2 separate regions of the Mus musculus genome follow, and region 2 is linked to region 1. A link is a contact called in public HiChIP or PLAC-seq data. All regions are on one chromosome and are shown on one strand. Each heading gives the region's core, a stretch centred on a gene start, on an enhancer-like site or on the middle of the called end of the contact. The rest is flanking DNA. Distances are from core to core; before and after follow the strand shown.

Region 1 (3,155 bases), core at 206-2,705:
CCTCCGCCAGACCCCTGTCACCTGGTCAGAAGCAGAAGCGAATAGTCCTGAAGAGCACAAACAGCGCTTCATTTGTCTCAAGGGGGTAAGGACAGCCTCCTGCGTTTTTCTGATTACAGGGCTTATGAAATACGGCTCTTTTAGGACGCTCCAGTTTTTACTCAGGATGTATATAGGTACGCATAGTTGGGAAAGCAGTTATTGCAAAGTTGCTCTTAGAAAGAGTAGATGCTGAAAATTATGAGGTCCTCTTTCTCAACATCCGCGTGGCCCCTGCTACTGAAAACTCGTCTCTTGATGCCAGCAGCTTTTTGCTGGATATAACCAGTACGCTTTTCTTTCAGGGTGCAGACTTATTTTAAATCACATTTAATTGTGTTTAGTTTTCGACCACGGCTCTCCCTTTCCCCAGTCCCTTTATGCACATAGGTCAAGGTTAGGAAGCTGTTTTACAAGAGTAATTGAAACAGAGGCCACAGCGGGGCAGCGCTGGGTACTGAGTCAGACTCCGTTCTTCCTGGCTGTAGGGGCTGCACAGCAGTTTAGTCTCCAAGATAGACACCGGAACTGCAATTCCTGGGCTATGAAGGAGTCAGTCTCTCAACTCTGTGTTTTCTATCAGATGGGCTCTGGGAGCTAAGGCTAGCCGGGTGTACTTGTATTCCGCTCGTTCTCCTCACCCTCTACTCCCAATGCAAACCGTATATGCTACTCTGTGTGTGTGTGTGTGTGTGTGTGTGTGCACACGCAAGCGCGCTCGCGCAACGGAAAAACCCTAGTAAGACACCACATCCTTTCTCCCACAAACAGAACCCTCCATGGACTCCAGGACCGCAGACTTTTAGAAAGCCAACAATGCCCCCTCCGGCATGGGTGCCTCCAGCCCCGCAGCTGTGCAGCCTTCTTTCCCATCTTTTCCTTTTTCCCCCGGCCCCGCCACGATCGGGATGCCACAGGCGATAATGTCCAAGAGAGGCCTACTTTGCATGGATGACCAGTGAAGGGTCCTGAGATGTGGAAGTCACAGAGAACCCGACAGCGGGCGCTCGGATGGAAGAATGGCGCCCTCCCCCGGCGATCTGTCTCTTCCCGCGTGGGCCCCCATTCCTTCCTCACGCCCACCCATCCCCGTAGCCCTTAGAGTCCCTGTGTTCAGAGAGGGGGCTGCGGACGCTGCGGATTTATGGTCAGGAAGCTGCGTTGACATTGAACTCCAGCTCGGGAACACGCGTGTGTGTCAACGGTGGGGAGGGGGGCGGGCTCGTAGCTGCTGGGAGCCAGCTCAGGCAGGGTGCAGAGCCCGGCTGGTCCCCGCCGCCGCCCGCGGGAGCTATGAGCGCTGAAGCCATTCATGATTTTGGTGACGTTATTCTAAGAGTGGGCGAGGAGAGGCGGGGCCGCTCGCCGACAAGCCCCGCCCCTCCCTTATAAATGCTGCTTCCCGGGCTCTTTGTGGGACCCGGAGATCGGTGGAGAGCGGAGAGCTTGGTCTGCACTGCCTACGCCGTTGGCAGCGAGGCTGTCTCCGGAAGGCGGACCGGCGCTAGCCCAGTACCCGCTCTCGGCTGCCCGCTGCTCTCCTCTGCGCCCCTGCCAATCTCATTCAGGACTCAGTGACTGGTTTTTTTTTGTTTGTTTGTTTGTTTTGTTTTGTTTTGTTTTTCTTAATCACAAGGGCGTGGGTCAGCCTCCCCTAGGACTTCATGTCTGTATATTTCCCCATTCACTGGTGAGTATCCTGCGCCTTTGGCGGCCGCCAGTTTAACCCGGGTGGCTGCGCAGCCCGGCAGCCTCCTAGTGCCGGCTCCGGGTACGAGGCCGGAGAGTGGCACGGACACCCAGTGCGGGTTAACCCGCCAGCCTCAGCCCCTGCAGGAGTCGACGTCAAGGTTGCAAAGCTGGAGGTTGGGGGAGGCGGTGCTGAGAGCATCCAGACAAAGGAAGTGAACTCGGAACCTTCACTTAAGTGGCGGCCAGAGGGCGTGGATATGGTGGCGTTGGGTGGGGAGAACCTGGGGTCCCACCTGAAGCCCCCTAAGGAAACCCTGTCCGCTGAGGGCCACAGGAGATGAGTCCTGCTTGGTGCAGGGGGCTCCGGTTTCCCGGGCCCCTCCCCTTCTCCTTTTTGTTTGCACGCAAGTCTCGGCGTCGAGGATGGCTGCAGAGGGGCCGAGCTGGTGCAGCCGCTGGGTTTGCAGAGCTTCTGGGGGAGGGAGGATGCTGGGGAGACGCTCTCCGCACAAACAAGCCACAAGCATCAGGGTGCAAACTACACCCTCACAACCCCTGCCCTCTCCGTTGTCCCTTAAATCCAACGCGCCTTTGTGGAGGGCCGGGGCTAGGAAGGAGCAAGCTCTCCCAGTGCCAGATTGGAAGAAGCCGGCCACTGCTGAGTCGGGGGCTGCAGAGATTTGCCTGCAGCCGGGGAAGATCGGGTGTGGAGGATCAGAGCCGAGAAGGATGGGGGACAGGCCCCTAGCTGCTGGGACGTGCGCGCCAGCTGCTTCTTCCTTCCTGCTGTGGTGTAGAGGAGGGGCGCTACAGGGAGGCGAGCACCCGTGGTCCTGGAGCGCGCTCGCAGGTGCCAGCCTTGGAGAGCCAGACCCGGGTCCAATGCAAGGTCTGAACCCGGGGAGAGCGGCGCTATTCTGCTTAGCCCAGGAACTCTGAAAGTTCGTGTTTCTCAGTTTAACTTTTTGGGCCCGCGCCACAGTTCCAAAAAGGAACAGACGCCGCTACAGGAGACGACGACCCTGGTCTTAACCCTGTAATGCTATTGACTCTCTTCTTTCAGGGATTGGAGGCAGCTTTTCCAGACTAGGGAGGAAATTGTTAAAGTCTAGCTTCTAACCCTAAACTTGCCCCCATGACAGTCACCCTTTCTTAGTCTCTCCTCCCCCTCCCAGTTTAACTGTGATTAGAGGGGCCAATGACTTTCAAAACAAAGTAAAAATCCCCTACACCTGAAGCTTGTGTACCCCCTCATGTGCAGACAAGTCAGTTGCCATATGGGTGAGGCTTTGAAGAGTGGTGGAGGCCTTGTGCTCCACCCCCAACCCCCCACCCCGCTCAAAATGTAGTAAGGTCGAGATGTTAGAAGCCCATGGGGACATTGGCCCCCCCACTCACCCATTAAGGTTTATGATTATTTTGTT
Region 2 (3,155 bases), core at 208-2,707, 220 kb after region 1:
CTACAGGGATTTCCCAAAGAGGGGTTCTAGAGATATTCTTAGTATAGACAGCATTGTTGGCATATGACAGCAGCCTTTCCAAACTCTTCTCATTTGAGGGCACATGCCTCATTTAGAAAGAGTTTTGATTTGTACCCTCTGGGGGTGGGGTTCAAGTCTGTCTACACTGTTCTGTAGTCTTCAGAGATGGGGCTCAAGTCTGTGTACTCACTGTGTTCTGTGGTCCTAGGAGGAGAGGCTCAAGTCTGTTTATTCACTGTTCTGTGGTCCTAGTTTGGAGATATCCATTTCACATTTTTTAGCAACTTCTCACTATTCTATAATAGTTGGCTTTGGGATTAACTGATTTACTGTAATTTTAAGATAATAGCATGGGAAGAATATGGCTGTTTTTGAGAAATGTTCAGAATAAAATCTCTAAGGTAGGTCTAGTTCCTTGTCTAGAACTAAAGTTTAGCTATCTATTCTGAAATCTAAGCTGCGAAATTTTACTATGACTAAAATTGGTATGAGCAGAGTATACCCCATGCACACATGTGTGCGAGCACAACAGGAACCTGTGGTCAGCGAGTACACTGCGGCTGTGTGCACTTCTATGAGAGAACAGTAATTTATCTGCCAGACATTTTAAAAAGTAACCTCACTTTAAAACTTGAACTATTTATCAAATACAATTTGAGTTCCTCAAATGTGCAGGGTAAACTAAGTTTAAGTGATCTCAAATTCTGTTTGTGAAAATAACTTTTTAGATATTTCACTATAGCAATGATATATGTTTAAGTTTTTTTTTAAAAAAAACCAACACAACTCTGACTTAAGCACAGTCTTTTCAGAACCTGACTAATTATCTAAACATTAACCGACTGATAGTGGTGGTGGATTTAGATAGTTGTTCCTTTCAACACAGTGTGATCTTTCACCTGCAAGGACTTGAACTGTTTGCAATGTCAAGATAAGATAAGAGATAAGCACTACCATTGGAAGCCATTAACCGCAGAAGTCACCAGCAGATGTTTTCCATGCACAGTTGGCCCCTCCTGATTTTATACTGGCTGGAGAGATGCATGACTAACAGAGGAACCTTAGCAGCTTGTTGAAGCCATTCACTAAGCCTGCAGTAAGTGGAATTAGCACTGTTGATTTCCAGGCTGTGGGTTTTTTGTACTTTTAAGGTGTGCTGTGCAGTGCCTTGGTTCCCAGGACTCGACAGTGGTAGTATGTGGGGAAAGATGGAAGAACTGACTTTTTAAAGAGCCATGGTTTTATTAGAGGGTACACATTAGCCTTTTATTTTTAATCAGCTCATAATTCCATTAGTCGTTAATACTTATAAATGTTCATATTCTTTAGTGTTCAATAATTACTCGCAGATTTCTTACATTTATTGTTGAATAATACTTGAATTTTCTTAGCAGGAAGACCATTTCACTTCTTTACCGGCCTTCCCCTCCTCTGAGGGTCTCGTCTCTGTAGCCAGGGCTGGCTTCAGACTTGAGGCGGTCTTCCTGGATTAGCTCCCAAATTCTGGGCGCCAGCACTCTCCATCTTTGTTGCTGTTTGTAATGGTAACTGAATAGTACCTCCTGACCTATAATGGATAATTAGAAACACAGCATATATATTAGGCCATTTTTTTTTAGCTTACTAAAAAGGAGTTTTATGTTCATGCTATTGTAACAGTGTATTTTAGCTTGCTAATTGTCTTAGTCAGGGTTCCTATTCCTGGATAAAACATCATGACCATTATAAATAAGGCTGCTATGAACATAGTGGAGCATGTGTCCTTCTTACCGGTTGGGACATCTTCTGGATATATGCCCAGGAGAGGTATTGCAGTATCCTCTGGTAGTACTATATCCAGTTTTCTGAGGAACTGCCAGACTGATTTCCAGAGTAGTTGTACAAGCTTGCAATCCCACCAACAATGGAGGAGTGTTCCTCTTTCTCCACATCCTCGCCAGCATCTGCTGTCACCTGAATTTTATAATAGCCAGAAGCTGGAAAGAACCCAGATGCCCCTCAACAGAGGAATGGATACAGAAAATGTGGTACATTTACACAATGGAGTACTACTCAGCTATTAAAAAGAATGAATTTATGAAATTCCTAGGCAGATGGATGGACCTGGAGGGCATCATCCTGAGTGAGGTAACACATTCACAAAGGAACTCACACAATATGTACTCATTGATAAGTGGATATTAGCCCAGAGACTTAGGATACACAAGATATAAGATACAATTTGCTAAACGCATGAAACTCAAGAAGAATGAAGACCAAAGTGTGGACACTTTGCCCCTCCTTAGAATTGGGAACAAAACACCCATGGAAGGAGTTACAGAGACAAAGTTTGGAGCTGTGTCAAAAGGATGAACCATCTAGAGCCTGCCGTATCCAGGGTTCCATCCCATAATCAGCTTCCAAACGCTGACACCGTGTCATATACTAGCAAGATTTTGCTGAAAGGACACAGATAGAGCTGTCTCTTGTGAGACTATGCTGAGGCCTAGCAAACACAGAAGTGGATGCTCACAGTCAGCTATTGGATGGATTACAGGGCCCCCAATGGAGGAGCTAGAAAAAGTACCCAAGGAGCTAAAGGGATCTGCAACCCTATAGGTGGAACAACATTATGAACTAACCAGTACCCCGGAGCTCTTGACTCTAGCTGCATATGTATCAAAAGATGGCCTAGTCGGCCATCACTGGAAAGAGAGGCCCATTGGACTTGCAAACTTAACGCCAGGGCCAAAAAGTGGGAGTGGGTGGGTAGGGCAGTGGGAGGGAGGGTATGGGGGACTTTTGGGATAGCATTGGAAATGTAAATGAGGAAAATACCTAATAAAAAAAAGGAAAAAAACAAAAAAACAAACATCATGACCAAGAAGCAAGTTGGGGAGGAAAGAGTTTATTCAGCTTATACTTCCACATTGCTGTTCATCACTGAAAGAAGTCAGGACTGGAACTCAAGCAGGTCAGGGAGCAGGAGCTGATACAGAGGCCATGGAGGGATGTTCTTTACTAGCTTGCTCAGCCTGCTCTCTTATAGAACCAAGACTACCAGCCCAGAGATGGTCCCACCCACAAGGGGCCTCCCCTCCTTGATCACTAATTGAGAAAATGCCTTACAGTTGGATCTCATGGAGGCATTTCCT

Evidence for each region. HiChIP or PLAC-seq counts read pairs in DNA pulled down with a chosen protein or histone mark.
Region 2: a contact with region 1 is called in an H3K4me3 HiChIP or PLAC-seq map of the SCID.adh cell line, with 11 read pairs. The contact joins the enhancer-like site here to the promoter of Lbh in region 1. A contact is called at or near these places in 8 of 39 promoter capture datasets (3T3-L1-derived adipocytes, the C10 cell line, the HPC-7 cell line and 5 more), 1 of 15 datasets of contacts at CTCF or cohesin (large pre-B cells), 6 of 484 Hi-C or Micro-C datasets (CD8 T cells, the HPC-7 cell line, Th17 cells and 2 more), 15 of 115 datasets of contacts at active chromatin or transcription factors (DN3 thymocytes, the HPC-7 cell line, the NIH/3T3 cell line and 12 more) and 2 of 9 other capture datasets (adipose tissue and liver).

Annotation. Positions count from the first base shown.
Region 1 is chr17:72,916,850-72,920,004 of GRCm38.p6, forward strand. It overlaps Lbh (limb-bud and heart), which reads left to right and starts at 1,456. Exons shown (of 3, transcript NM_029999.4): 1 at 1,456-1,729. The coding sequence starts at 1,704. It overlaps Gm30375 (predicted gene, 30375), which reads right to left and starts at 1,306. Exons shown (of 2, transcript NR_168598.1): 1 at 1-1,306.
Region 2 is chr17:73,141,659-73,144,813 of GRCm38.p6, forward strand. All of the region lies in intron 1 of Lclat1 (lysocardiolipin acyltransferase 1), which reads left to right. Among named protein-coding and RNA genes, the nearest start is that of Lclat1, 35 kb to the left of the region's middle. Within about 2 kb of position 1,458, at least 2 of the 459 cell types and tissues checked have an H3K27ac peak or open chromatin away from gene starts, as enhancers often do. A contact at or near this core is called in the SCID.adh cell line, where this site is marked.